Linked DNA regions of Pan troglodytes: regions 2, 3 and 4 are each linked to region 1. A link is a contact called in public Hi-C data. All regions are on one chromosome and are shown on one strand. The core of a region is the stretch at or near the end of the contact, and the rest is flanking DNA. Distances in the headings are between cores, read along the strand shown.

Evidence for each region. Hi-C and Micro-C count contacts between places; a contact is called where the count stands out from the background.
Region 2: a Hi-C map of a lymphoblastoid cell line shows a contact between it and region 1, with 6 times the contacts expected there. The contact joins the promoter of WNT7A here to the promoter of LOC107970432 in region 1. A contact is called at or near these places in 5 of 7 Hi-C or Micro-C datasets (blood, induced pluripotent stem cells, a lymphoblastoid cell line and 1 more), 1 of 1 datasets of contacts at active chromatin or transcription factors (stem cell-derived excitatory neurons) and 1 of 1 other capture datasets (stem cell-derived neural stem cells).
Region 3: a Hi-C map of stem cell-derived neural progenitor cells shows a contact between it and region 1, with 4 times the contacts expected there. The contact joins the promoter of HDAC11 here to the promoter of LOC107970432 in region 1. A contact is called at or near these places in 3 of 7 Hi-C or Micro-C datasets (blood, induced pluripotent stem cells and stem cell-derived neural progenitor cells) and 1 of 1 datasets of contacts at active chromatin or transcription factors (stem cell-derived excitatory neurons).
Region 4: a Hi-C map of induced pluripotent stem cells shows a contact between it and region 1, with 3 times the contacts expected there. The contact joins the enhancer-like site here to the promoter of LOC107970432 in region 1. A contact is called at or near these places in 4 of 7 Hi-C or Micro-C datasets (induced pluripotent stem cells, a lymphoblastoid cell line and stem cell-derived neural progenitor cells) and 1 of 1 other capture datasets (stem cell-derived neural stem cells).

What each region holds. Positions count from the first base shown.
Region 1 is chr2:17,649,365-17,656,572 of NHGRI_mPanTro3-v2.0_pri, forward strand. It overlaps LOC107970432, which reads right to left and starts at 3,055. Exons shown (of 2, transcript XM_054680333.1): 1 at 3,050-3,055; 2 at 1,447-2,343. The coding sequence starts at 3,055. The coding sequence ends at 1,543.
Region 2 is chr2:17,877,392-17,884,599 of NHGRI_mPanTro3-v2.0_pri, forward strand. It overlaps WNT7A (Wnt family member 7A), which reads right to left and starts at 3,747. Exons shown (of 4, transcript XM_016940526.4): 1 at 3,415-3,747. The coding sequence starts at 3,485.
Region 3 is chr2:17,480,471-17,487,678 of NHGRI_mPanTro3-v2.0_pri, forward strand. It overlaps HDAC11 (histone deacetylase 11), which reads left to right and starts at 3,393. Exons shown (of 10, transcript XM_016940518.2): 1 at 3,393-3,632; 2 at 4,512-4,660; 3 at 6,738-6,838. The coding sequence starts at 3,433.
Region 4 is chr2:17,507,423-17,514,630 of NHGRI_mPanTro3-v2.0_pri, forward strand. HDAC11 (histone deacetylase 11) reads left to right here. Exons shown (of 10, transcript XM_016940518.2): 9 at 435-613; 10 at 809-2,756. The coding sequence ends at 1,024. Among named protein-coding and RNA genes, the nearest start is that of HDAC11, 27 kb to the left of the region's middle. Within about 2 kb of position 4,154, at least 7 of the 24 cell types and tissues checked have an H3K27ac peak or open chromatin away from gene starts, as enhancers often do. A contact at or near this core is called in induced pluripotent stem cells and stem cell-derived neural stem cells, where this site is marked.

The sequences.
Region 1 (7,208 bases), core at 1,805-4,304:
ACACCTGGGTCAGCCTGCCTGTCCTCTCTGGGCATGGCCAGCCTGGGACCAGCTAGAGATGGGCACACCATGATGGGCAGGTCTGTGCAGCTGCCCCACCATCAGGGCATGCAGAGGGCATGTGGGGAGTGCCTGGGGCCCCTGGCCTTCCTGTTGGGTTAGTTTTGGAGAGCTAGGGGGTGAAGGCTGGCACTCACCCACACCACTGTCCCTGGGGGCTGTGTCAATATCCCCATCCCTGCCCCGCCGGCCTCCATCCTAACACCTTCATTGTGTATCTCTGTGCTGAAAATTGGTTTAGAAAATGGGTACTGTGGTGCAGTGGGCATGTATTTTTTAAAATAAAGTTTTAGTTTTAGAATAGTTTTTGATTTCTAGAAAAGGTACAAAGATAATTATGAGTAGTCCCCCACCTAATTCCCTTTACTGTTAACACCTTACATTACTATATGTGCACAGTGAGATATGTGTCAATCAATATTGATACATTCTTAACTAAAGTCCATACTTTATTTAGCTTTCCTTTGCTTTTATTTAATGTCCTTTTTCTGTCCCAGGACCTCCTCTGGGATACACATTACGGTTTCTTAGACTAGCTCTGGGATTTTGTTTTTGTTTTGAGATGGGGGGGGGGGGGTCTCTCTATGTTGCCCAGGCTGGTCTTGAACTCCTGGTCTCCAGCAATCTTCTCACTTTAGCCTCCCAAAGTGCTGGGACTACAGGTACACGCCGCCATGCCTGGCTGTTGCCTTGGTTTTGACGATTTTGACAGTTGAGGAGGACTGGCCCGATACATTGTAGGATGCCCGCTACTGGGGTTTGTCTGACACTTTTCTCATGATTAGACTGGGACTGTGGGTCTGGGGAGGAAGATCACAGAGGTAAAGTGCCCTGATCAGCACATCCAATGGAGGGCAGCTGCTGTCAACATGAGGCATCCCCTGTGATGCTGGCGTTGCCCACCTGGCTGAGGTCGTGCTGATTGGTTCTCTCCACTGTGAAGTTTCTCTTCCTCCCCACTCGCTGCAGCGCACTCTTTGGTGCACATATTTGCAGTTGCTTTGCAGCCTGGTGTTACGGATGCCACTCGGCTCCCTGATTGTGTAGTCAGCAGTGTTAAGTGTTCCTTCCTGTTGGCGCACATCTTGTCTGTTGCTGGTGCCTGCTATGGAGTCCTCCGAGGGGCACCCCACACTTTCCCTGGGATCACGTGTCCAGGCTGCTCCCAGGTACGCACCCCACAGACTCTGCTGCAGTGAAGGGGGCCCATTTGTGGACTTCCCTGGACATGCAACCAAGGAGCGAACTGCTGATCATGGGTGTCTGTACTCCAGTTTTGACCCCATTTTTTCAGGCTGCCCTCCAGAAAGCCTGTGCGTCCCCATCAATCATCCCACTTCCTGAGATGTGCCAAGTGGAGGGGCGTGCCGCGCTTGCTTGCCGGCTGTTCTGCACACGGGCGCTAAGGGTTCTGCTTTCTCTGAGTCACTGAGCTACACCCAAAACCAGCATCCCATCCTGTGGGCTGTAGGCTCAAGTGGGTCATTGCTTGGCTTGGGTACAATATTTAGAAAAGTTTTGAGCCAACATGTCAACACTGAGGAATTTCACGTGCCCTTTTAGGTTTTGGGCTTCTCTGGAAACCCCAAACTGCTTCTTTCTTATGGTTCCCAAGGTAAATCTGTTCTTCTCAACGTTTTTCATTTGGAAGACCCTGTTGCCCCACAGGACCTTATGGCTTCTGCAAAATAGACTGGGTCCATTGCAAAGCCCTTTCTCCAGGCAGAGCTTTTCCCGCCAAGGGCTGGGCAGCCTGGCTGGAGGCAGTGAGCACCCATCGCAGGAGGTATCAGAGCAGCCCCAGCAGGTCCCGGGTGTGGGATGGGGCCACTGACGTTCCCCTCGTTTAGCTTCCATAGCTTTGTGAGACAGGCATTCTCCTCGCCTGCTGCTCTGCAAGCTGGTGGGACAGAAGCACCTTCCAGCTTTGTGGATGAGTTCTGACGCAGCTGCGGGGCAACAGTGCCCCCTCGTGGCTGCAGCCCCAGCCTGGCCGCTCTGCCTGCAACTAATGGAGGGGTGGATTTGGACAAGTGGCACGGGGGAAAGGTGTTTCTGACTGCAGGAAGGGCTGCAAGGCTTTCCCACAGCCAGTGTGGCTGGAGGGAAAGGTGCGATGGGAGCAGAGGCCAGAGGTCTGTGGGGACCAAGTGGGGAGAGGATAGGATACTGAGTGAGGGGTGGTCCTTGAGGGAATTTGGGCAGAGTGGCCACCCCTCCCTTGAACAGTAGGTCTGTCCATGATCCCAAGGGCTCCCTGGGGTCTGCTCCTCTGACCCATTCCTAAGACCAAGGGATTCCAACCACAGGAATCTTCCTGCAAACAGATTTGTGGGCTGGCTTGGCCTGGCCTGCTCTGCCATGGATGGAACCATCGTTGATAGCTAGGGGCTTTAATGATGGAACTGTGGGCAAAATGCACCCCCAAGGGAATGGAGGTGACTCAGTTCCACCAGCATCTACCGGCAGCCCCTGCCGTGTCCAGGCTCTGTGCTGGCAGGCTCTGCGTTGCTCAGATCCTGTTCCCACCTACAACCTGGAGGGAGGGCTCCCAGCCCCATCTATAGAGGTGGAAACTGAGGTTCAGAGAGAGTGTATGACTTGCCTAGGGCCACACAGGGATTCAACTCTGTAAGGGAAACCTCATTGCTCAGGAGAATGAGAAGAAAAGCCACAGACTGGGAGAAAATATTTGCAAAGGACATAGCTGATAAATGACTATTATCCAAAATCTACAAATAACTCTTAACACTCAATAATAGGAAAACAACCCAATTAAAAAGTGGGCAGAAGATCTAAACAGACACCTCATTCAAGAAGATACACAGATGGCAAATAAGCACCTGAAAGATGCTCCACATAGGTATATCATTAGGGAACTGCAAATTAAACCAACCATGAGATACTGCCACACACCTACTGGAGTGGCTCATATCCAAAGCACTAACACACCAAATGCTGGTGAGGATGTGGAGCACCAGGAACTCACATTCATTGCTGGTGGGAGTGCAAAATGGCACAACCACTTTGGAAAACAGTTTGGTTGTTTTTTTTTTTTTTTTTTTTTTTCAGACAGGGTCTTTCTCTGTCACCCAGGCTGGAGTGCAGTGAAGCAATCATGGCTCACTGCAGCTTCAACCTACCAGGCTCATGTGATTCTCCCACCTCAGCCTCTTGAGTAGCTGGGACTACAGGCATGCACCACCACGCCCAACTGATTTTTGTATTTTTTGTAGAGGCGGGGTTTTGCCACGTGGCCCAGCCAATCTGAAGCCAATCTGAAAAGGCTACACACTGTATGATTCCAACAATACAGCATTCTGGAACAGGCAAAACTATGGGAACAGTAAAAAGATCTGTGGTTGCCAGGGGTTAGGGGGAAGGGAGCACAGGGGATTACGGGTGGAGCTTAGAGAATTTTTTGGGCGGTGACACTATTCTGTGTGATACAATAATGGTGGATAAGGGTCGTTGTACGTTTGTCCAAACACATGGAACGTACAGCTTCAAGAATGAGCCCTCACGTAAACCATGGGCTGTGGGTGACACTGATGTGGCAGTGCAGGTCCCTCATGCACCCCTCTGCTGGGGATGTTGATAGAGGGGAGGTTGTGCACGTGTAGGGGCAGGGAGTGTGTGGGAACTCTCTGTACTTTCTGCTCAATTTTCCTGGGAACCTAAAACTGTTCTAAAAAATTAAGTCTACTTAAAAAACAAAACAGCCCACTGCGTGGCCCTCCCCATACTCCCAAAGCTCACACTCTAGTAGGGAGTCAGACACAGAAACAGACACAACCATGTTGGCAGTCACTGCAATGATGAGGCAGCCACAGGGGGCTGTGGAAACTCAAGAGGGGCCACTATAGTGGCATCAGGGAAGGCTTCCTGGAGGAGGTGTTGCCTCCAGTGGGTTTTGACGTGCAGCAGGAATTACCCAGCCGGAGATCAGGGCAGGCACTGCAGGCAGCATGCTCAAAGGCACCAAGGAGTGAGCTGTTGGGGGAGCAGCGGAAGTTCCTAGTGCAGCGTGGGGGTGCTCCGTGCACAGATTAAGCTGCGGGCCGCGGGAAACAGGACCCTGGGGGCCCCCTAGAGCCTCGCGGAGTGGCTTGCGGAGGAGCCTCGGGGCCACGGCGTGTGTGCAGCGACACCTGGCGGTGGCATGCGGAACTGCGGACGGCTGCGCAGGAGCGGACAGCGGAGAGGCGGTACTGACCGGTGCGAGGCGGTGCTGACCGGTGCTGACCGGTGCGGACCGGTGCGGACCGGTGCGGGCCGGTGCCGGCCAGTGCAGGCCAGGCCCGGCCGGGGCGAGGCAGGTGGCCGCGTCCGAGGACCGCGTCGCACAGCAGCTTCCAGGACCTGGAGAGAAATCGAGGTGGGGGTGCGTGAACGTGGATGGGCAGAAATAACATCTTTTGTACTCTAGTTGGAACATAGCATGTCCTTTAATTATGAACGCAATGAGCTACAGTAGCACTACTCATTTCAGAGATGGCGCAATCTCGCTTTCCTTCCTTAGTACTTTGAAATTGCAGTGGGTATTAGACCCGCTGCTAGACCGTGTCATTCACTGGGTTAAGAAGGAAGCCCACGTAGCGCCACGTCACAGACCCCTTTTAGTATTTTGATAACTATAATTTAAATCTAATTGGCGTTTAAGAGCCTACAGGCTTGCCCAGACTGCCAAAGGCGTCTCTGGCACACACACACACACACACACACACACACACACACACTAACATGCACACAAGCAGACACACATGCACGCAGACACGCACATGAACACATGCACACACACTCTTGCATGTACACACGTGTGTACACATACATGCATGGTTGAGAACCTCTCTGGAGAGGAAAGGCAACACCAGTGTGTCCGCTATGTAGTGGTTTATCAGATAGTTTATTGTGGACATGGACATGAATAAGAAAGGGGCACTGCTAATTAGGCCAAGGCAGTGGATATGAGGTGGGACTGTCCCTAACACACTGGGACCAGGGCTACCCTGAGGCCTGCAGGACACGGGGAGCTGTGTGTGAGTTTGCATCTCTGTAGGCGCGTGGCTGTGAGTGTGGGGGAACCTGGTGAAATGCATCTGAGGAGGGGAGGGGGTGTCTGCCACTGTTCTGGGTGTGTGTGTGTGTGTGTGTGTGTGTGTGTGTGTATAGGGCATTCTGATCTCTAGTACCTGGGTTCTAGCAGATGCCTGACCCACAGCCCTGTGTTCAGCCTGGTCATTCCAGCTCTCAGAGAGACCTTGCCCAGCCATTTCCTGGGGTAGCAAATGGTCCGGAACCAGTCTGTCTTGCCTCCCCTGAGGGAGACAGGCGGGCTACCTGTGTAGCCTTCTTACCTCACTAAACTCATCCTTCCTTCCATGATGATCCCCATTTTACAGACACAGAAACTGAGGCCCAGAAGAGCTGAATATTTGGCCCAGGCCACACAGGGAGTCCAGCCACGGGTGATGAGGGGCTGAGGATCGGGGAGGGACAGGAAACCTGGCCTTTCTGAGCCTTGCTGTCCTTATCTGCTGCGTCAGGAGGTGAGAGGAAGATGTTTGGGGCTGAGCTAGCAGAGAGGACACTGAGCTTTTGGCCTCTCCCCTGTGTAAACCCCACCATGACTCCCCATTGCCACGGCATCAAGTCCCAGTTCCATGGCCTGACATTCCGGTCCCTGCCCCCTTCAGATTCATTGCCCATCACTCCCCGTCCACTCCCTGCACTCCAGCCACCCTGGCCACCAGCCCTTCCTAGCACCCTCCAAGACCTTCTCATCTCCACGCCTCTGCCCATTCTGTACCTGGCAAACTCCTACGCATCCTGCAATGCTCAGCTCTGAGCACCCCACACAGAGTTGGCATCTGCCTGCTGTGTGCCCCCACCGCCCTCACACATCCCTGCAGGTAGTCCTTCTCAGGACTGATGCAGCTAAATATGATCCCAGTCCCCAGCACCTAGCACCGTGCATAAAGCAGGCACTAACAAATGCGTGTCGAATGAATAAGCAAATGTGTGCGTGCACACTCCACCCGCCCCCCTCCTCATGAACTGCTTGAGAGAAGGGCTGGGTCCTTTCCAGCTACTCAGGTGGCAATCGGAGTTTGTCCAATGTCCAGGCTGGAGCCAGAGTTGAAGGGAGGAGCAGGCTGGGGGTGGTGGTGGCTGCATTTGGGGTTAGGAGGCCCAGGCTGGGCCTGTGAGCTGGACACCCCACCCCAACACCTGAGGTATCTGCTCCAGGTCCCTCTCTGCATGCTCCTGGATGGGGCTTGGCTGTGGCTTCCACTCAGGCCCCTGGATATCCCCACTGCAGCTTGGCCCTCTGTGACTCACTCTTTCTTGGCCCTAAAGGTCAGTGCAGGGCCAGGCCTCGTCCTCTTCTCTGTCCATTTATCAGGTCGGAAGCTCAAGGCTGACCTGGCTGGGGCCAAGGTTTATGTGCTTGTTCACCCCACCCAGCACCTCTGACCCTGTGAAACATGCCAGGAAGGGTGGGGACAGGAAGGTGACAGTAGGGCCTCTGTGTCTGCCCCGGGGCACTGTCAGCTGGGTCAGGATTTATGCCCTGATGTTCCCACCCCCAGACCTGGTCACCAGGCCCACGCCCTAGGTCTGGTGCTGAGCCATCCCTGCAGGGGGCCCAGCAAAGCCTGAGGGCTGGGAGCTGGCTGGGGTGCGGGGTGGGCTGGGGTTGGGGGTTGGCAGGAGGCAACTGCAGATTAGGTCCCAAGTGAACACTGCTAGCGTCTTTGTCCTGCTAAGAGACATCGGCTGGGACATCTTGCCTCCTGGGGCCTGTTTCCGCAACTGTAAATGGGCATTGCCTTAGTAGCCACCCTTTGGGGCCCTTGGATAGCACATGTCCAGCTAATGTGCCCGCCTGCAGTGTTCCCCATTTTCTTTTGGGGAGCTCCCCTTGCCAGTACCAGTGCACATGGTCTTTGCTGGGCCATCCTTTGCACACTGTATCTCCAGACCTGGGGCTTGAGAGGGCGCCTCCTCAACAAGGGCCCCAAACGTGGGCTGGGGCTCCAGGGGCAGGAGGTAAGGGGAGAGGTGGTTTTAGTGGGTTTGCTGGCAGCAATCTGAATCCAGGGGTTGCAGCGGAAGGAATTGGAGATGGGAGGAGGCGCAAGGCC
Region 2 (7,208 bases), core at 2,497-4,996, 230 kb after region 1:
TGAGGGCTGGCATTTTCTCAGGTGCATCAGGCAGCACCAGGAAGCACTGAAGGGTGTAAGCAGGACACTGACATGACCTGGTGGTCCCCGCTCCATGTAGGAAAGACCTGTGGGGTGCCAGAGCAGGAGCAGAGGGACTAGGCAGGTTAGGGTTGGTGGTGGCTTGGCTTGGTGGCAGTGGTAGGGCTGCAGGTAGAGCCACTGGGCAAGTGCCTCGTCCTGGGGCTCAGCTGTGGGCAGTTTTCTGGAGTTGCAATTTGTTAGAGTGAGGTTCTCCTGTACCAATAACTCAAGGACGTGACATGGACCCATGCCCTCCAAGCGCACAACTGATCACTCCTGCCGTTTCCCTAGGCTCCTGCCACGTGCCAGCCTTCTCCCTGCAGTAGGCACTCTGTCCTTGCTGGCTCCTCTCCCTGGAAGCGCTCTCACCCCTGATCTTCACAAGCTTGGCTTCTTGCCATTATTCACATGACCTCAAGGGTCACCTCCCTGACCAGCCCAGCTAAGGGCTCCTCCCTCCCCTCCCTACCCCTAATAAATTCCCATCACAATCTCTGTTTTGTTTACTGGATATTCTTGATTACTCATGGTCTACTGCAATGTTTTCATGTCTGTGTTTTTAATTTGCATGCTCACTTGATCACTTGTCTTCCTCCTGAGAGGATGAGCTCCCTGAGGGCAGGGAGGCTGTCTGCTGGTTCACTAAATGACTGCTGAATAAATGGATTGTGGCACTTCAAAGATGTGGCTCCGGGTGAGTACCTATTACATGGCAGGTGCCCCCAAATATGCATCAAATGCATCAGTAAACTTGGGCAGTGTCCCTACTATGTGCCAAGGCAGTATGGTGGGTGCTGCCACAAACAGCAGCTCATGTGACCTTTCCACACAGCCCTGTGGGGCAAGAATCATCACATCCGTTTCACATATTTGAAAATTGAGGCTCACAGAGGTTGGGACCTGGAGGAAGGTTCTCAGCTAGCAGGTGTTGGAGGTGGGACAGCCTGGCTTTGCACCTGCATCTCAGCGCTAAACCCGAGTCTAACACACACTAGAATGCTGGGAATGTCTGAGGAAGAAGCAGCATGAGAAGATTAAGTGGAGACGTTTTGGCATCATTTGTCAGGAGGACCCTCTGAGCACCTACCTGGCCACCGGGAAATTTCTACACCAGCAGAGAGTGGATAGGTTGGCATACTGGGGCCAAAAATTCATAGGTGCAATAGACTAGCCCCTAAGGGTCTGGCCTAGGTTCTCATCCAAGCTTCCTTCACTTATTAGTTGTGCGATCTTAGGCAAGTTTCCTTCCCTCTGCACTTCAGTTTCTCCATGGCTAAATTAGGGTATTGATAACTAGTCCCCACCTCATTGGCTGCTGTGAAAATCAAATGTGCTAGAACATGGAAAGTGCTTAGAAGGTGCCAGGCACATAGTGAGTGCCCCATAAATGTGGTGTTGTTGTTGTAATTATCATTATTATTATCGGATCTGATTGTTGCAATAGGCTAGTGCGGAGTCACCTGAACTATCCGAGCAAAATAAGAATACCGCAGATGCCCCACCATCAGCCAGAAGCGGGTAGAGCCGTCACGTCTGGGGAAATGGAAAAACCTTTTAGGGACGTTGAGACTTCACCCCTCATGCCCACTATACAGATGAGTAGCCCGAGGCGCAGGGAGCAGCAGGGCCTGGCCCGAAGTCACCTGCAACTCCCACCTCCCCGACCTGGACCTCTCCCTACCCCAGAGGGCAGCTTGGGGCGGAAAGCCAGCGCCCTGCAGGACTCCCTCCCTCCCTCCCTGCCGGGCAGCTGGGCCCCCGCAGGGCCAATCCGGGGAGGCCGCGGCGCCGGCCGGAGGGCGGCCCGCGGGCGGGCGGGGCGGCCAGGGGAGGTTATTTTCTGCTGTTTTCCCTTTCTGTCTCCCCCGCCACCCGGGTCCCTCCTCCCCGTTTCTAATTAAAAAGGAGATAAAGCCGCACGCGGCCCGAGTCAATCGGCTCCAGCCCATCGGCCCTACTGGCTTCCTGGATGCTGAATGTGCGCGGGGCGGCGGGGCGCGGGCCAAGATGAAGATTAAAGCAGGGGAAAAAAAGGAAAGCCACCCAGACGCGGGCGAATCAATAACACTTAAAACACACCGGCAGGCTGGCGGTACTGGCGCGAGCCCCGCAGCCGCCTCTCCGCCGCTGGTCGGGCTGGCGGCCCCTGGTCGGCTCTGCACGCACCTGCTAGCGGCCGCGGCCGGACAACTTGCGAAATCCCCGCTCCAGAGACGTGGACTGGGGAAGTGACGGGGTAGGGGGGTAGTAGTGACAAAACACAAAGGGTCTGCCACGCACATCCCCTCGCCGCAGCCCCTGCGGTCCACCCCTCCTCAAAAGGGATGGTAATGGGTTCACTGCTGGGGGCTGGAGGGGCAGGGTGTGTGAGACCTACCAAGCGGGCCCTTCAGCGCCAGAACCTCTATCCATGCCCAGACCCCCCCGCCCCCACACCGCTCCGAGCCTCACACGCGTTGTCTTAAGTACAAAGGGTGACCGGCTTTGCACAAGCAGCTCCAGGACGCGTCCCGAGCTGCCCCTTCCCACCTTCCAGCCAGAGCGCCCCCGAGCCCCACCTCCACAGAAACGCTAGGTGAAGCCGGAGGGCTGCTCGCGCGCCCGGCCGCCTCTGCTGCCCAGTTCCAGGGGGCGGGGTGTCCCGCCTCTCTCTAGCGCTTGTCTCCCTCTGTGTCTCAGGCCGCCTCTCGTCCCACCTTTGTGTGTGTTTGTTGGGGGTGGGACGTGCTGTCCCCTTGGCCCGGGAAGGGGCTCTGTGAGTCTAAGGGCCCCTGGAAATTGGGTGGTGCCAAGGCTCCGAGCGGCGGTTTATGTTTTTGCCAGCGAATGTCCTTCCTCCTGGGTACCTGTTCCCTGTTTGCACGGACCGGCCCCGCCAGCCACCTGGGGACTGCCCAGTCTCTAGGAGCGGCTGTGCCGCGCCTCCTGAGAGAGTTCGTCTCGGGCTCCGGGGACTGAGCTCCCCGAGATTGGCTGTGGTCCTGGCTTGATGTTCCTGCTAGACCTGCTGTCCCTATGCCCGGGTCCGAAGGGTCCCCGGGATGGGCTGAACCTTTGCAGCAGCTAGCCCTCCCCCAGAGTCCCTCAGGCTGGAGCGTCCCTACCGGCTGTCTCTGGTCCTGGGGGATTCCAGACTCAGACGTCCTCAGGATGGCCAGTCCCCCTGCCTATATCTCCTGGGGTGTCCTGCGGGGGGTCTTTGTGCGTCCACCGCTCCCACACCGCACCCACCCGGCCTCTCAGAGAAGCTGTGGAAGTTGGCCGGCAGAGGCTCGCAGGCGGCACACCTCCCTCCCCGGGCCGTGCCAACTTTGTCGAGACACGCGCGGAAAGGGCGCAGGCAGCCCTTACCCGATCCGGAGGTAGACCATGCCCAGGCTGAGAAAGAGGTGGCCCAGGCAGCGCCGCGCTTTCCGGTTCATAGTCCCGATTGGCCGCCGGGGCCGCGGGCCGGGCTGTGCTGATCCCGCGGGCCGGCCCCGGCGGGGCAATCAACATAGCCCGCCCGGGAGGCGCGAGCCGAGGCGTCCCCGGGGCCGTCTGTCGGTGCGCCCGTCCGCGCGCTCCGCGCCTGAGCCTCGCCAGGAGCGCGGGAGCCACGGAGCGGGAGGAGGGAGGGAGGAGCGAGCGCGGCGTGGGGCGACGCCGGGCTGCGCGCGAGCGACCGGTGCAAGTGTGCGAGACGCGGGGAGTGCGGGGGCGCTGCTGCCTCCCGCCCCCGCCCCTCCCTCCTTTCCCCCGTCCCTCCCCCGCCCCCTCCCCCGACCGCCTCCCGGGAGCGCCCGCCCAGCGCCCCTGCGCCCGCGGGACAGGGCCGCCTGCACAAGGCGCGCGCTCGCGCCTTTCCCTGCGCGCTCCCGGGGGCCCCCTCCCTGCTCCGGGGTGCAGGTGGCAGGCTGGGGAGCACAGCCCGGTTGGAGGCGGTAGGAGCCCGCTCGCCCCCCACCCGTCACTAACTTGCAGATTGCAGGGCGAGTGGGCGTCCAGAGGCTGCCCTCGGGTGGAGTGGACCAGACTCGGCCGAGAGGCCTAGTGCCTTGGTCTGCTGCCCTGCTCCCTCCAGCCCGGAACAGGGAGCTGGGGCTGACAGGGCACACCCCAGTTCCCCAACCCCAGCTTCAGGGGAGGGCGCCCCCTTTCGCGGAGCGACGGGCTGACTGGCTCAGCGTATTTCTTCCCTACCCCCACCTATTCGAGAGTGGCGGCAGGGGGTGCCCAGGTTGGGCAGCCTCCTCTGGGATCCTGCTGTTAGCCGACAGACTGAGTCGGGCTGAGGCCCAGTTGCCCCGCGCGGAACAGCAGTGGGGCGCCTGAGCCGCGGGAGCGTGAGGGGCGCAGCTGGCCGCTCAGAGCGCGCTCGCGGCGACACCAGGCGGACGCGGCGGGTGGTGCACCTCGGCCTCGCTCCCGGGAACAGAATGCTTTGAGTGCCCTGGCCGACCCGAGGGGGCTAACCCCCTTCTTTGGTGTACACCTCATCCAGTGAGCTAGGGGGAGTCTAACCGTCCCTGGAAATTGGATGGTGCCAAGACTCCGAGCGGCAGTTTATGTTTTTGCCAGCGAATGTCCATCCTCCGGGTACCTGTCCCCTGTTTGCACGGACCGGTCCCGCCTGCCACCTGGGGGTTGCCCAGTCTCTAGGAGCGGCTGTGCCTGCGCCTCCGGAAAGTGTTCCTCTCGGGCTCCAGGGACTGAGCTCCCTGGGAGTGGCTGTGGTCCTGGCTTGGTGTTCCTGCTGGACCTGCTGTCCCTATGCCCGGGTCTGGCAAATCTGAACTCAGGTTTCAGCTGAAGACACTGAGGCTCAAGGAGGTGAAGGTGTTTGCCCAGAGTAACCAGCTAGCGAGTGGCACAACCATATGGGAAACAAAGTATGCCCAACTGTAGTCACCTCCTGCACCCAGTCCTGACTATCCTTCAAGATTGCCTTTCTAAATTACACACACACACACACACACACACACACACACACACACCCGAAAGCCACCATTCAGGTATTCATTCATATTCCATATTCTGTGCCAACCACGATAGTGGGCACCGTGGACACAAGGAAGAAGAAAGGCAACAGTCTTTCTTCTTGGGGCCAGGAAGGAGACGGATGATAAGTGAACAAGAACAGAGTTGCAGATAGTAGACCATTAAGCAGGGTGATGGGAGAGGGAATACTGGGTGTTGGAGGGTTAATTTTAGGTCTGAGGAGGTGGCATTTGAGGTGAGGCCTGAAGGACACAGCATCAGGGGTCCAGCACTGCAGGAAGGGGACCAGCAGGTGCAAAAGCTCAGAGGTGGGCATGAGCCCCAGGGAGGAGATGGTGGGCTGCAATAGAGAGAGAGAGAAGGCCTGAGCTTGAAGGGAGATGGGGCTACACAGATCCACAAAGCTGTGTGGGCACGTCAAGGAGCTTGGATTTCAGTGGTGTGTTCAGCTGGAGACATTGGAGGGATGAAGAAGGGGGTGACTGATCTAATTTGTGTGTTCAAAAGCTCCCCGTGGCTGTCCTAAGGGAACACACTGTGGGAATGGGGACAGGTGAGTAAAGTGCGCCATCAAGCAGACCAGAAAGGAGATGACAGTAGGGGTCCAGGTGAGACATTGGTAGTTTGGGTTAGGGTGGTGCTCTTAGAACATGACCACAAAATTATTTGACACTCCTCCCATGAAGAAGTGGGTTCTCTGTGCTCTGCCTGCGTGAATCTGGGTGGGCTTGTGATGGCTTCCACCAATAAGATGTAGCAGAAGTGATGCTCAAAAATTACAAGTCTTCACGATAAAAAACAATGCAGTCTTTGTTTTGTTGGCTGGCGCACCAGTGCTGGGGCCCTGAGCCACCATGCAAGAGGCCTAGAGGCCACCATGCTGTGGGGAAGCCCAGGCATAGGCAGAGGCCACCTGTGCTTGCTCCAGTCCACAGTCCCAGGTGAGTTCAGCACTGGAGTCACCTTGCCCAGGTGCCAGAAATGTGGGTGAAGGTACCTCCACCATTGTGTCATGCTGGCTTTGTGTCTGCCAAGCTAAAGCATGGTGGACAGTGGCCATGTAGTATCCCCAGTGTACCCTGCCCAACTTCCTGAGCCCTATAACTTGTGAATATAATGATTATTTTACCAATAAGTTTGGAGGGGATGCTTGTTACACAGCAGTTGTAACTAGGACAATAAGGGTAGAAGTGGGGTGCAGAGAGGAGAAAAGGACCCAGGATACGGGGCCTGTGTCTTGCACAGACAGGACTTGAAAGGATTCGGTGGGGGTGGGTAGAGAAAGAGAAAGAGGAATGATAGGTGACCCCGATGTTGGCTGGAGTATTTGGGTGAATGGAGGTGGCTTGTAATGATCTGGAGATGGTTGGAGGAGCTAAGAGTTTGGTAAAGGAAATCACAAGGTCTGTCCTGGCCATGTTCTTCCCTCCTGCATTGTTCCTCCTCCTCTTCCTCCTCTTCCACCCTCAGATGAAGTCAGCACAAGCCCTGAGCAGTCTACCTCCAAAGAATCTCCAAATATGACCTTTATTTTCTGCATTCACCATCATTCCTAGACCAAAGTTTCACTCATGTCATGAATGCTGGGGTGTACTTGTGACCGGATGTCAGGCCAGGTGCTAGGCACATACCAACAGCTCCATGCAGGTGCTGGGTACATTGGAAGATGAGAGAGGAGGAGGAGGAAGAAGAGGAGGAACACAGGAGGGAAGAATATGGCCAAGACAGATCAGTATATCAAATAAATCCAGTCTCTGCCCCTCCTGGAGCAACCCATCTGAGGACCGATTTCATGATCAAACACATAGGTAGCACTATTACATGCCAGGCACTGTCATTTACAGCCTCAGCATATCAACTCAGTGAATCCCCTGAAAATGCCAAGGGGTAGGTACTCCACTTGTTGATATCATTATCACAGCCATCATTATTTGATAGAATGAGGAAAGTGAATCAGGGAGGGATTAAATAAAGCATCAAATTCCCACAGCCAGGCCATGGCTGAGCTGAGCTTCGAACCTAGAAAATACTGACTTCAGCATCTGCTCTTAACCCACCCCCCAGCCCCATTAGGCTGCCCATCTAATGGAGGAGGGGGAAGGACTTGGGACACTCCAATAGGAAAAAAGGTGTTAGGCACCAAGATGTGTGGTGCACAGTGGGCT
Region 3 (7,208 bases), core at 2,143-4,642, 170 kb before region 1:
CCGTGGCCCATAACTAGCTATTCTCACTGGTTCCAGGAAACCACTCCCTCTCCTGGACCCTTCAGGTTTAGGGGTGAGAGCTCCCTCCCCTCTGTTGCCAACCCCAGGTACTGCACCATCTCCTGTTGATCCCCTCAACCTCACCCACATCTCAGGTAAATGGCCTGTTCATTAAACTTTTTTCAGAAATCCCTGTGGAGTGAGACCTCTCTTTCTTGCTAGGGCCCTCCTGGTGCATAGAGTTACATAGAAATACAACTTATATTTCCTTGAGAAAATATATTTTCTTATTTGAATGCAAGCTCCTTCTGGCCTCCGGGACTTTGAACCTGCAGTATCTTCTGGTTGTTTAAGAACTCATCTCTTTACCAATAAAACAAACAAAACATGTTTTACATATTTAGCCGAGCTTGGCACTCATTAAGGGCATAACAAATACTAGCTAGCATTACTGTTATTGTTACCGTTGTGTTAAATGTGTATGAAATCACAGGGTCTTGGAATGGAAATAGAGGTGCTCACTTGAATTGAAAGGGGCATGGTTTTAATGTTGTAATAGGATGTCTCAATCTAATATTAGCTAATGTTTTGAAATATTGTATCTGTGCCAATAATTCATGTTTGGTGCATTTCTGTAATATCCTTTGCGTGGCTGTATTTTTCTTTTTTTTTTTGTGACAGTCTTGCTCTTGTTGCCCAGGCTGGAGCGCAGTGGTGTGATCTCAGCTCACCGCAACTTCCGCCCCTGGATTCAAGCTCCTCCTGCCTTGGCCTCCTGAGTAGCTGGGATTACAGGCACCTGCCACCACACCTGGCTAATTTTTGTACTTTTTAGTAGAGATGGGATTTCGCCATGTTGGCCAGGCTGGTCTTGACCTCCTGACCTCAGGTGATCCGCCCATCTTGGCCTCCCAAAGTGCTGGGATTACAGGCGTGAGCCACCGCGCCCAGCCGTGCCTGTATTTTTCAAAAGAAGTGTTATATTTGGGACTTTCTTATTTGTTTTAAGTTGAAATATATTTCAATATTGCATGAAAGGGGAAAAACAGTTAAGTATACAATGTTCAATAAGCCAGTGTCTTGTTTCATTAAATGCCATTTAAAAATAAAATACATTTAAAAAGTGAAAAAATGTATTTCTTCAAAGGGGCCTTCCCTGACCACTGTCCAAATCAGGGACCCCATTATTCTCTCTCTCACAGTCTCAGCCTATGCCTTTCACAGCAGTTACCACATTTTGTAATCACAATTTTCCTTCCTAGGTTAAGGCTTGTCTCTCCCACTAAACTATTAGCTTGACAAAGGCTTTCTGAACTCATCTGCTCTGTGCAGCTGTGTCCCCAGTGCTGTGTCTTAGTGAGCAGACACACTAGGATACTGCAACAAAGAGGCCCCCAACCACAGCAGCGTGCATAACACTTATTTCTTCCCCACGTGATAATGCGGCTGGTTGGCCCAGGCTTTCATGGTGGTTTGAAGGTGTTCACAAGCTCCAGGGCCTCCGCAGACCACTTAACTCTTTAGCTACCAGGACACAATTTTAAAAACCCTTGGCCAGGCATTGTGACTCATGCCTGTAATCCCAACACTTTGGAAGGCCAAGGTGGGAGGATCGCTTGAGCCCAGGAGTTAGACACCAGCCTTAGCAATATAGTGAGGCTGTGTCTCTTAAAAAATAATTTAAAAATTAAAAAAATTTAAAAACCCTCTTATCCAGACCAATCCCACTCTCTTTGGCCTCAGCTTCAGGTCCAGGCTGCCCAGATCCTCATTCTCCCAACCAGAGGATCATCTGTGTGGCTTCCCAAACTACAGAGCAAGTTCCCTGAGGGGAAGTCGGTCTCTCACAAATGCCACAGGGCCACTGCATGCACTCTGTCACTTTATAAAATAGTACTTATTCCTTCTGTGGTTTACATCTGCCCACATCCCTGACCTTTGAGTGAGTTACTTCACCATTCTGTGCCTCAATTTCTTTATCTATAAAATGGGGATGACAATAGTTTGCCTCCTAGGACTGTCAGAAGAGTTCGACAAGCAAAAAGCATTTGGACTTCAACTTAGCACATGACAGATGGTCTCTGAATAATAATCAACATTATTGTCTCTTGATTCTCTGGACTTGCCCATGAAATCCAGAGAATGAAGTGCAACCAGAACTTCATTTTCTTCCTTTTTTTTTTTTTGAGATGGAGTCTCACTCTTGTCGCCCAGGCTGGATTGCAATGGCGCGGCCTCACCGCAACCTCCCCTCCCCAGTTCAAGCGATTCTCCTGCCCCAGCCTCCCGAGTAGCTGGGATTACAGGCGCCCTTCATCACGCCCAGCTAATTTTTTGTATTTTTAGTAGAGACGGGGTTTCACCATGTTGGTCAGGATGGTCTCGAACTCCTGACCTCAGGTGATTCACCCGCCTCGGCCTCCCAAAGTGCTGGGATTACAGGCGTGAGCCACCGCACCCGGCCCAGTACTTCATTTTCAGATGCAGACATGAAGGACCAGAAGGCTGAAGCAACCTGCCCAAAGCCACTGTGCTGGCGGGTGGCCGAGTTTGGGTTTAATGCAGGCCCGAACCTCAGTTCCCTCAAGATAAAGTTGGGGTGATTATGGCACCTTTCTCAGGATTAGGTTGTGAGGCTCAGATGCCATCATGCAATCATGGCAGGCACACGGGGGCCCCTCTTCAAACGTCTGTGCGCTTCCCTTGTGCCCCGCCCTGGCACACAGCCGCCCCCGCGGGCCCCTGGGGCCCAGGGATCCCAGCCCGGCAGTCCTCCGTCAGCTGCTTCTGTTTGGATGGCGGGGACGGCTGGGCCGACAGAGAGGCCCATTGTCTCCGTCCTCTGGGGCTCTATTGTTGGGGCCTCCTCCTGGGTTGCAGCCCCACGGACACCCCCAGCTGTCGCTTGGGCCTGGCTCAGCTTACCCCGGCGGTGAGGGTGCGGGTCGGGGACGGAGACGCGTGCACCCTGAAGACAGTAACCAGGCCTGCTCTACAGAGGGAAACGCAGGCTCTGAGAGCCTACATGTCTTCGCCGGGAGTGCTTGTCCCGGAGCTGCTCGCAGACTGGGCCGGGGGTGGGCTCGGGTCGGAGAGGTCACGGGGCTCCTTAGGTCACAGGCGGCAGGGCCAGAGAAACTCCCCCGCCCCTACGTTTAACTCGCGGAAACAAGGGCCCAGAGAGCCCAGACGCCAGCCCAAGGTCACACAGCGAAGCCCCGGCACAGCCTGCCGGGAACCTGTCGTTTCTAACCCCCAGCCTCTCGCCGTTTCTACCCAGCTTGGGAAGCGCAGGAACAGGACATGAGGTGGTCGCGCCCCTTCCGCGAGGCCGGGGTGAAACCCGCTTGGCCCTCCCGCCAGGGGGCGGAGCTTCCGAACCAGGCGGGATTCCACCGGGTATTTGCCTGCGGAGGCGGGACTTCGGGCTTGATGGGCGTTGGGGGTGGCCTTCCTGCAGGCAGGCTCTCTGTGTCGCAACACTGGCGGGGCGGGCCAAATCGGCCAGAGTTCTGCCCCCAGAGGACGCGGCTAAGCCCGGGGGCGTGTCCTGGGCTGGCCCCACCCGCGCCCCGCCCCGCCCCGCCCGGTCGCGGAGCTGCGGCCAGCTTTGGGAGGGCCGGCCCCGGGATGTGAGTGCCGCGGGGCGAGGGCGGGGGTGGGCTCCCAGGGGTCCCGGTGGGCGGGCGCGCTAGGGCGAGGGCGGGGACGGCCGGGCGGGCGCGCCAGGTAAGGGCCCAGATTTGCGGGTGAGGGGTGAGGGGCGCTCGGGACGGGTGTTTCCAGGCCCTCCCGGCGCGCCAGGCCAGCCCCGCGCCCCTGCTCGGTGGCCCGAGGGACGCGCGCCGGCCGCGGGCCCGGGCCCGGACCCGGAGCGGTCGGGCGATGTGCGCGGGTCTGACGTCTGCGCTGCCCAGCCCCCTGGCTACGCGGACGCCCCCACGGAGACAGCCACTGGGGCGGATTTCTGTCTCTGGGTGACGACTGCCAGGGTGTGATGGGAAGGGTTAGCAGCGCAGCGGGGTCAGGGGATCCCCGCCCCCCGCCCTGGCTCCAGTTGGGTCCCGACTTGCGTTTCTGAGTGCTTACTGTGCTCAGCTCCTCAGCTGCATTCTCTGAGTCCTCACAACAGCCACACATTTTGCAGCCGAAGCCTTGTGCCACACAGCTGTGGGGGCATTTATAACAGTGCAGAGGTGATGCGCGGAGGCCTTGCAGCCAGACACACCTGAGTGCACGCCTGCTTCTCCACAGACCTGCACTGTGACCTTGGGCACACCTGGTCTGCTCTCTGAGCCTCTGGTGCGATTGTGGTGCCTACCCCCAGGGCTGCTGTGAGGACTGGATTGGAATTGGGTTCGGGGAAAGGCAGCCAGTTTAAGCAGCTGTTGTTGAGCGGCCCTTGAGTGGTGCTGGGCAATGGCTGGTGGGTCAGTCCAGGCGGGCTCGGGAGGGAGCTGCTTTCTGCCGAGGCTGCCCCAGCTGTGCGTCTGTCTTTTTCCACACGGTAGGCTACACACAACCCAGCTGTACCAGCATGTGCCAGAGACACGCTGGCCAATCGTGTACTCGCCGCGCTACAACATCACCTTCATGGGCCTGGAGAAGCTGCATCCCTTTGATGCCGGAAAATGGGGCAAAGTGATCAATTTCCTAAAAGGTATGGAAGGTCCCCCATGGACTCTCATCTGCTTCCTCCAACCCACCTGTCCTCTCCGTCCTCATCCCCAACATAAGCCTCAGGCTCTCTCCCATCTTCAGTTTCAGCCCTCGGACGGCCTTCCACCCATGCTTCCGCCCAAAATGATTTTTCCAACACAGACTCCTAAGCACGATATGATGTCCCTGACTCAGACTCTCCCTGGCTCCCCATCCTGTGGGCCTAAGTCCTGCCTCTGCCCAAGAGGCCTAGTGGAAAGGTAGCTGATTACTGATGGGCACAGGGAAGGTGAAGCTTGGAGGAGTCCATTTCCTAAGGTTCAGAGAGTCAGGAGGTAGAGCACCTCCACCGCACCTCCCTTGATTACAGATGGGGGAAATTGTGTCCTAGAATGATTAGGAAACATGCGCACCCAATTCCAGTCCAGTCCTCACAGCAGCCCTGGGGGTAGGCACCACAATCACAGCAGAGGCTCAGGAGCTCACTGTAACCTCCGCCTTTCAGGTTCAAACAATTTTTCTGCCTCAGCCTCCCAAGTAGCTGGAATTACAGGCGTGAGCCACCACACCCAGCCCTGATTTCTTAATGTGGCACTCATTATAAGATTGTAAAAGCCCACCTGTAGACCGAACTGGGCACACTGGCTGCCTGCTTGTGACCTCTTTCCAGGGAAGGATACAGCTCCCATTAGTGGCTGAAGCAACACAGTTACAAGAGGCGGAGTTGGGTTTGGAACTGAGAGCTCCAGGCGCCCTACCTTTAGGGCTCATCCCCTTGAGCAAAATGATGCTTCGAAGAGCACATCGTTTTAACTGTGGTTTGTAATCAAGGGGCCTGATTTAGGTGGGAAATTCACTTAAACTTGTTTTAAAAGGAAACATTATGTCATCAAAATGGGAAAAGGCAGTTTCACTTGCCATAAATAGGTCATGGTAAAAAAGTAAATGCAATGAAAACAACAGTATAATTCAATCCAGGCTGGTTACTATTGCCTGCAGGCTGTGAGACTGATTGGTGGTTTGAATGGAAGATGAGCAAAGCACAGGCAGGTGTTGCGAGGCCATGCCACACTGAGCCTCCTGTAATATCATCAGAAGGTGGAGGGAGGCCGGGCGCAGTGGCTCGTGCCTGTAATCCCAGCACTCTGGGAGGCCAAGGCTAGGGGATCACTTGAGGCCGGGAGTTTGAGACCAGCTTGGGCAACATAGCAAGATCCTGTTTCTACAAAATGAAAATAAAAAACTTAGCTGGGGGTGGTGGTATGCACCTATAGTCCTAGCTACTTGAAATGCTGAGGCAGGAGGATCACTTGAGCCCAGAAGTTCGAGGGTGCAGTGAGCTATGCTTGTGCCACTGCACTCCAGCCTGGGCTACAGAGCAAGACCTTGTCTTGCATTTATTTATTTGTTTATTTATTTATTGAGACAGGGTCTCACTCCCATCACCCAGGCTAGAGTGCAGTGGCGGAATCAAGGCTCATTGCCGCCTCAACCTCCCTGGCTTAAGTGATCCTCCCACCTCATTTTTTTGATATTTTGTAGAGATGCAGTCTCACTATGTTGTCTAGGCTGGTCTTGAACTCCTGGGCTCAAGCAATCCACCTGCCTCAACCTCCCAAAGTGCTGGGATTACAGGCGTGAACCACCACACCTGGCCAAGACCCTGTCTCTTTAAATGAATTAAAAAAAAAAAAAAAAAAAAAGGGCGGGGGGAAGGTGGAGGGGGAATTCCTAAGAAGAGTTTTTCTCACTCTGAGGGTCAACATCCCTGACCCTTGTGCCACCTGCTCCTGAAGGTTGTCTGGCACACCTGAGCTCTCCTTGTGACTATCAGTGGCTTGGGAAACATGGGGATCGCTGTGTGTACAATGTTCATTGCTCCCTGGCCAGAGGGACTGGCTACTGTCCACAGTGGCTGGGGAGGCTACCCCTTCTCAGAAGGCCCACAAGCCAGCAGTGCCTACCTACCCCTGGGGCAGGGGCTGCCACAGGCCAAGTCTGCAGCCTGTGGGAGGGTCTGGGGCTGGCCCTGGCCTTGAGGTCAGTGGGGAAGCAGGGTGCTCCCTCTGTGGTTTCAGAAGAGAAGCTTCTGTCTGACAGCATGCTGGTGGAGGCGCGGGAGGCCTCGGAGGAGGACCTGCTGGTGGTGCACACGAGGCGCTATCTTAATGAGCTCAAGGTACAGGATGTCGGGCCTGGGGGGCTGCGGGCCTGGGGCAGGGGGCTGCTGGCCAGGAGTGGCCAGAGGCAGGAGGTGGCTCAGCCTGGGGAAGCAAAGTCTCACAGGGCACCCATTCATGTCCCTAGTGTTGGAGGAACATGGGAGTCTGTGGTCCCCAAGAGAAGGAGAGAGGTCATAAAAAGGCAGACCTCAGTTTGGGCCAGGCCACTCTGAGGGTGGTGTCCTCCCCTTCTCCAGGGCGTATGAAAGCCTTCATAGAATTTTAGGCTTCTACATTATGACTTTCAAGCTGTGCTCTGTCGACACGCCTCAGAGACCCCCAGCCCCTGTCCTCCAACCATACATAGCTCTTTCACTTTGGTCTATT
Region 4 (7,208 bases), core at 2,904-5,403, 140 kb before region 1:
AGGGCTGCCACCTTTGCAGGTAGGGGACATTTTTGCACCAGTCGCGATGAGTCTGGTGTGGATAAGTCAGCAGCTAGTATGGCCCAAGGAACCAATTTCTGAACAGAACCTCACATGTGCTGAGCCTGGGCTTAAGGGCAGGGCAGGGTGTCCATGTGTGTAGGCAAGACCCAAAGGAGGCAGTGAAATCTGACATTGCCGACACAGATCTCCACACCCCCAGGGCAGTGTCTCAGCTTCAGTGCCCCTTCTCTCCTTTGAGTCCCCCTTTTTGCAGCTCTTGGTGCTCTTTTCACCTTAGTTTTGGGTGGAATGAGGCCGAGCAGTGCTGAATCTGACAGACCAGTTTCCAGTCTTGCCTGGTGTCCACAGTCTTGTCCTGAGCCTCAGTTTCCCTTCTCTATAAATTGAGGCCATCCATGTCTCTCTCCCAGAGGCCATCAGGCGGAAGGTGGAGCTGGAGTGGGGCACAGAGGATGATGAGTACCTGGATAAGGTGGAGAGGAACATCAAGAAATCCCTCCAGGAGCACCTGCCCGACGTGGTGGTATACAATGCAGGCACCGACATCCTCGAGGGGGACCGCCTTGGGGGGCTGTCCATCAGCCCAGCGGTACGTCCTGACCCTTGGGGCCGCGGGAGGGTCTGCTCTATGGACTCAGCAGCAGCAGGAAAGGTGGGCGGCCTCATGTCAGGGAGGAGATGGGCTGAAGCAACAGCAGTTTGGAGCAGGGCTAGCCCTGCAGCAGGACTTCCTGACACCATGGGGGTCTGGCCTGCCTGAGTCACCCTCCTCTTCCCCTAACAGGGCATCGTGAAGCGGGATGAGCTGGTGTTCCGGATGGTCCGTGGCCGCCGGGTGCCCATCCTTATGGTGACCTCAGGCGGGTACCAGAAGCGCACAGCCCGCATCATTGCTGACTCCATACTTAATCTGTTTGGCCTGGGGCTCATTGGGCCTGAGTCACCCAGCGTCTCCGCACAGAACTCAGACACACCGCTGCTTCCCCCTGCAGTGCCCTGACCCTCACTGCCCTGCCTGTCACGTGGTCCCGCCTATCCGCCCCTTAGTGCTTTTTGTTTTCTAACCTCATGGGGTGGTGGAGGCAGCCTTCAGTGAGCATGGAGGGGCAGGGCCATCCCTGGCTGGGGCCTGGAGCTGGCCCTTCCTCTACTTTTCCCTGCTGGAAGCCAGAAGGGCTTGAGGCCTCTATGGGTGGGGGCAGAAGGCAGAGCCTGTGTCCCAGGGGGACCCACACGAAGTCACCAGCCCATAGGTCCAGGGAGGCAGGCAGTTAACTGAGAATCGGAGAGGACAGGCTAGGTCCCAGGCACAGCGAGGGCCCTGGGCTTGGGGTGTTCTGGTTTTGAGAACAGCAGACCCAGGTCAGAGTGAGGAAGCTTCCACCTCCATCCTGACTAGGCCTGCATCCTGACTGGGCCTCCCTCCCTCCCCTTGGTCATGGGATTTGCTGCCCTCTTTGCCCCTGAGCTGAAGAGCTATAGGCGCTGGTGTGGATGGCCCAGGAGGTGCTGGAGCTAGGCCTCCAGGTGGGCCTGGTTCCCAGGCAGCAGGTGGGAACCCTGGGCCTGGATGTGAGGGGCGGTCAGGAAGGGGTACAGGTGGGTTCCCTCATCTGGAGTTCCCCCTCAATAAAGCAAGGTCTGGACCTGCCTCCCCAGGCCCTTCTGTGGGGGTGAAGGTGGGGAAGGCCTGCGGCACCCAGATCACTGCCTTAGCAGTAGTCTTGCCTGTTCAGTGCAAGGGGCAGGTTTTGGGGGAGGAATTCTTAGCGCAAGGACGGGCCTCAGCCCTGTCGCCTCCAGGGGGCCGCTGACCCAGGTGGGGAGGGGGCAGAAGAAGGGTGGGGGACATGGGCAGGCCAGGCTCACAGGTGGAAATCAGGGATGCAGGGTGGTGCCCAAGCCAGGTCCTGCAGGAACCCAGGCCCAGGGAGGGACCCAGACACTGGTGAGGCGGGGCAGGGGTTCCTGGAGAGAGGGCAGCGAGGATCTCTATCCTGGCCTGGGGATTATGAACATAGGTAGCCGGGGCAGGGCCCTGGGTGGGACTGTGGCCTCCACTGGCCTCACCAAAGTGCCTGGGCCCCAATCCTTCTCCATGCCCAGGGCCCCCAGGTGGGCCAGACCTCTGGCCTGTTCCTCAGCCCTACTCATGGGGACATTCAGGGACCTCCAGGAAGTGGGCGGGGGAGCATCCACCCCTGCTAGCCAGCAGCTGTGGCCCTGATCAAATCAGGGGCTGGGGAGGGAAAGTGGGTCCATTGAGGTGGCCCTGCTCCATCAGCCCCCTACGGGACTTGTGTTCATTACAGTGAGGGGGTGCTCCCACTGTCTCCCGGCCTCCCTAATGCTCCCTCTGCTGCAGGGAGAAGGGTTCCAAGATCACAAAATGTCAACAATGCTGGCCTCCTGGACCAGACCCCGAGGCTCTAACAATGCACTCTGAGATCCCTACCCTTGCCGTTGGTCTCTGTCGCTGACTCGAGGCACCTAACATCCGTTCACACCCAACACAGGCCAGCGACTTCTGGGGCTCAGCCACAGACATGGTTTGTCACTGTTGAGCTTCTGTTCCTAGAGAATCCTAGAGGCTTGATTGGCCTAGGCTGCTGTGTGTGCTGGAGGCAAAGAATCCCTACCTCCTAGGGGTGAAAGGAAATGAAAATGGAAAGTTCTTGTAGCGCAAGGCCTGACATGGGTAGCTGCTCAATAAATGCTAGTGTGTTATTCCATTTCTGAGTCCTGTGGAGTTGGTAATGATTCCCATTTCACAGATGAGGAAACTGAGGCTTGGCAGGGGTGAGAAATTTGCCCCAGGCCACACCTCCCAGCAGATCTCAACAGTGGTAGAGCCAGGCTTGAATCCAGCTCTGCCAGATCCCAAAGTAAAAGTTCTCAGCTGCCTCACACTTGGCAGGGGGGTGGGGTGGGGGTGGGGGTTTACTCTGGACAGAGAAGGGTCTAGGATCCCAGGGTGATAAGGTCACTGGGCTGGGGTCTGGGACAGCCTGGGAATGGGTGGGCAGGCACAGCTGGGCTGTGATGGTGGCTCTGCTGCACAGTGGGAGGGGGCCCTGGCAGGGCAGTGGGTGGATGGGGTGTCTTCCAGGCCTGGGGTGCTTTTGGAGAGCTTATGGGGATGGGCTGCCCCGAGATGAGGCTGGGCTGGGGTGGGGTATCCAGGCAGGGGGAAAGGCAGAGCCTTGGCCGGGCAGAGTGACCAGAGCATCCCCAGTATCAGTGGCACAGCCTGGATGGGGGGCAGGGTGGCCCCTTGAGGTTCAGACAGGGTGTCAGGGAAAAGGACATGGGGTAGCAGGCAGGGGTCCCGATTGGCCCTGTGCTGGGTGGGAGGAGACTGATAAAGGCTGATGCTGACCAGGTGGTACTAAGGGCCAGGCCCTATCCAGACTCTAGCTGGGAATTGCATATGGAACTTCATGGCACTCTGAGGTGAGAACTGTTTCCATGCCTACTTCACAGATGTAGAAGCAGAGGCAGGAAAGGGGTTAGTTACTTGCTGAGCACCGCAGCCCCTAAGTGGAGGAGTGAGGACTGGAGCCCAGGCCCCAGCTCCAGAACCTGTGAGCTGTTTCTTCCTTAAAGATGCTCATGGAAGAGGTTGTCCTGGGAATAAGAGCCTCAGTACCTGGAAGGCACTCAGGACACTGGGTGGCTTTCTGCTGCTCCCAGTAACTGTCAGGGTGAGGGGGAGGAATGTCCTGTAGGTCAGGTGGAAGAATTGAGGCCAGATGAAGTGTTTGGACCTGTTTGCAGGATCTGTGCATTTTGCTGTGTGTAAATTACACCACAAGTTACATCAATCCCAGTGGAGCAGGTCAGCTTCATGAAGTGGCTGAGAGGTGGCATAGCAGCCCTGACGCCCCAGTGGCTGCTGGCAGCCCTGGATAAGAGCAGGGACAGGCTGAGGACGACTGGCCATCAGACTCATGATCTGGGGAGACCTTGGGAGGCATGACCTTGCACCATGCCTGGCCAGTGAGCCGGCTGAGGCTTGGGGAGAGGGATTTCATCTTGGGAGACACAGCTCTGTTCTCTACGGGACAGACGCAGGGAGGTTCCAGCAGGAAGCAGCAGTGCCCGGCTGTAACCTGGCCCCTGCCCGGAACCCACCCCTCCAGGCTAGGCTAATAGGGCCCCAGCGGGGGCGGGGGCAGAGGCAGGCATGACCATCCCCACTCTGCTGCCTCAGGCATAAACAAAGGCGGTTGCTGGCACGGGGCCCCTCCCTGCCTAGCGGGACTCCTGGGCAGACCTAAAGGAAGACTTTTATGATGCCTCCCTGGCTGCTCAGCCAAACATTTGGGGTTTAGGGCCAGGAACTCCTCCAGGGCAGCCTGCCCTTGAGTTGGTTTCATTCAGCTTAGCCAGCACTGGCTGGGGACACCCTGCTCAGGCCCAGGGCCAACGCGTGAGGCTCTGCACCACTCTGGAAGTGACGCCGTCACGTGATTGCTAGGGAGGCCCAGGGAGCGGACGCGTGGGCTCCAGTCCCTCCAGCCTGGCTCTGAGTCCTGCCTCCTCCCCTCGATAGCTGTGTGCCTTAGTTTACTCATCTGCAAAATGGGGATGATAGCACCTACCTCCTAGGTGTTGGAGAATTAAATGAGTGAATGTTTGTGAAGGGCTTAAAGCAAGAGTAAACACTCAATTAAGCATGCTTGATTGTGGCTGTCGGCACTCATCATCACCATCATCACCACCACCATGTTACTGATGGGAAACAAACTCAGAGAGGTGAAATGGCTTGCCGAAGACTGCAGAGTTGGGCAATGGCAAAGCCAGGGAATGCACCCACATCCATCCGACTCCAACACTAGTGCCCTTTCCCCATGGCCAGGCCCTCTGGCAAACAGTGTCTTGGTGAGCATGGCATCTTGCACACTGCCTGGACTTCCACGCCCTTCCCCAGCTCATAGTCTTACCAGCAACCCCGGGAGAGGCAGGGCTCAGCACCCTTGTTGTCCAGATGAGACAGGGACCCGGATGGGAAAGGCAGTCCCACGGCCCCTCAGCGGTGGTAGCAGGGCCTGGTGGAGGGAAGTGTGGCACCTGTGGGTACATTGCTGTCTACTCAGGCTGGGGCCCGCAGAGACGGGTGCTCCCACATCCTACCCTGGAAATGCTGTTCAGCTGGAAAACATACGCTGGGCTTTCTAAAGGGCCATTGGCTTTCAGCTTGAACTTTCAAAGTACAAAGTGAATTAAAAAATAGTCATAAAACAGCAGGCAGCTGAGAAATGCATCATGGATTGGCATGTGCAGCTGGGGCTAGGGCCCTGGAGAGTACCTGTTCCACCTGCCTGTTCCACCTGCAGAGGCCCAGCCTCGGCACTGCAGCTGGACAGGGCGTGTGGGGGTGGACGAGAAGGGAGGTGTCCTTTGAGGAGGCCTGCTCACCCTGGCTCAGTGCTGGCTGTCAGCGTTGTCCATTTGTGGATGGGGAAGGTGAGGCCCAGGGAGGGCTTGAAGGAGCCTGGCACCCCCTGGCAAGCAAACCAGAACCCCGGCCTCCTCCCCTCCTCACCTGGCAGCCTCCTTGCAGGGGGTGGCTGTGGTGAGCATGTGCTATGTGCCAGGCCACATGTGTGAGAGGATTGCAGAGGCCCGTGCACGGCGAGGCCCATGCCACTCTCTGCGTGCCTGGTCCTTGTTTATCCTCACAGCAGCCTCCCTGTGCAGGGTCCTGGAGCTCCATTGTCCAGGCTGGAACACCAAGGCTTAGAGGGGCCTGCAGGCCCTCGCCCATGGCCACACACGGTGGAGTGGCAGAGTGGCCAGTCTTCACCACCACCCCGGGTGTTGACCTCTGAACTCCCTGATTTTATTAGGGCTGAGGCACCGTGGACAGGGCGGGTAAAAGCCAGGACCTCAGCTCAGGGTGACCTCAGCTCAGGGTGGAGAGTGGCCTCCAGAGAAAGAACGCAGCTCTGTAGTTGCCCAGCCAGGGTTTCAATCCTGCCTCTGCTGTATACCTGCGCTGTGGCCCCGGGCTGAGCCTCATTGCCTCCTCTATAGAGGACTCTGGTAAATAGTGGGAATGAGGCTGGCATACAGCAGGTGCATAATACATGTGACACTGGCCAGGGGCTTCTTTACCCTCTTCTGTTCTTATCACCTCTTTGACTCAGAAACAGGGCAAAGTCCTGTTTCCATCTCTGGTTTAGGGCCTCCCAGTGAGCTGCGGGGCAGCCCTTTTAGGCAGGGCCCCAGGCCAAGGCTTGCCCAGCCCTCGCATGCACCTGCCTAGGGCTGGGCCTGAGCCCTCCCTCAACCCTCCCATGGCTCCAGGCTCCTGGCTGGAGAGTTCGCAGGGTCTGTTCAGCTGAAAGGACCTGGGGACACATATCATCAGGCCTGGCCCCTGGGATGCTGGGTAGCCTCCCTGAAGCCTGCTGCACCTCCCTGCTCTTGGCCCTGGGGAATGGGGCTGGGCAGGTCACCATCTCTAAACTGTGGGAAGACACCCATCTTCCCTCGGGGAGGGTGGTCCCATACAGGGAAAATTCAGGCCTGGACTTGGATCTGTGTTTGAATCTAGGCTCTCAGTGGCTTTGGGCAAATCATTTCACGCTTTGTGCCTCAGTTTCCTCCTCTGTAAATGGCGATGATAATCCCTTCCTTCCCTAGGGTGGCTTGAGGGTCAAGGAGGCTAGGCAGGTAAAGCACCAGTCTGGGTCCCCCTCACATCCAGAATTCGCAGGTCACCCCTGCTGGTCCTGAGACAGTGACGTTCTTTTCTTTTCTTTTTTTTTTGAGACAGAGTCTCACTCTGTCACCCAGGATGGAGTGCGGTGGAGTGGCGTGATCTCAGCTCACTGCAGCCTCCGCCTCCCAGGGTCAAGTGATTCTCCTGCCTCAGCCTGCCCAAGTAGCTGGGATTATAGGCACCTGCCACCACGCCAGGCTATTTTTGTATTCTTAGTAGAGACGGGATTTCACCATGTTGGCCAGGCTGGTCTCGAACTCCTGACTTCAGGTGATCCGCCCGCCTCGGCCTCCCAAAGTGCTGGGATTACAAGCGTGAGCCACCGTGCCCAGCCAACGGTGGCCTTCTGAAAGAAAGAGGTAGCGTGCCCAGTGCATGCACACTCTGGGAGCCAGGGCAGCAGATTCAAGTCCCACTGCTGCCTCTACCCTCCATGTGACCTTGGACAGGTGAC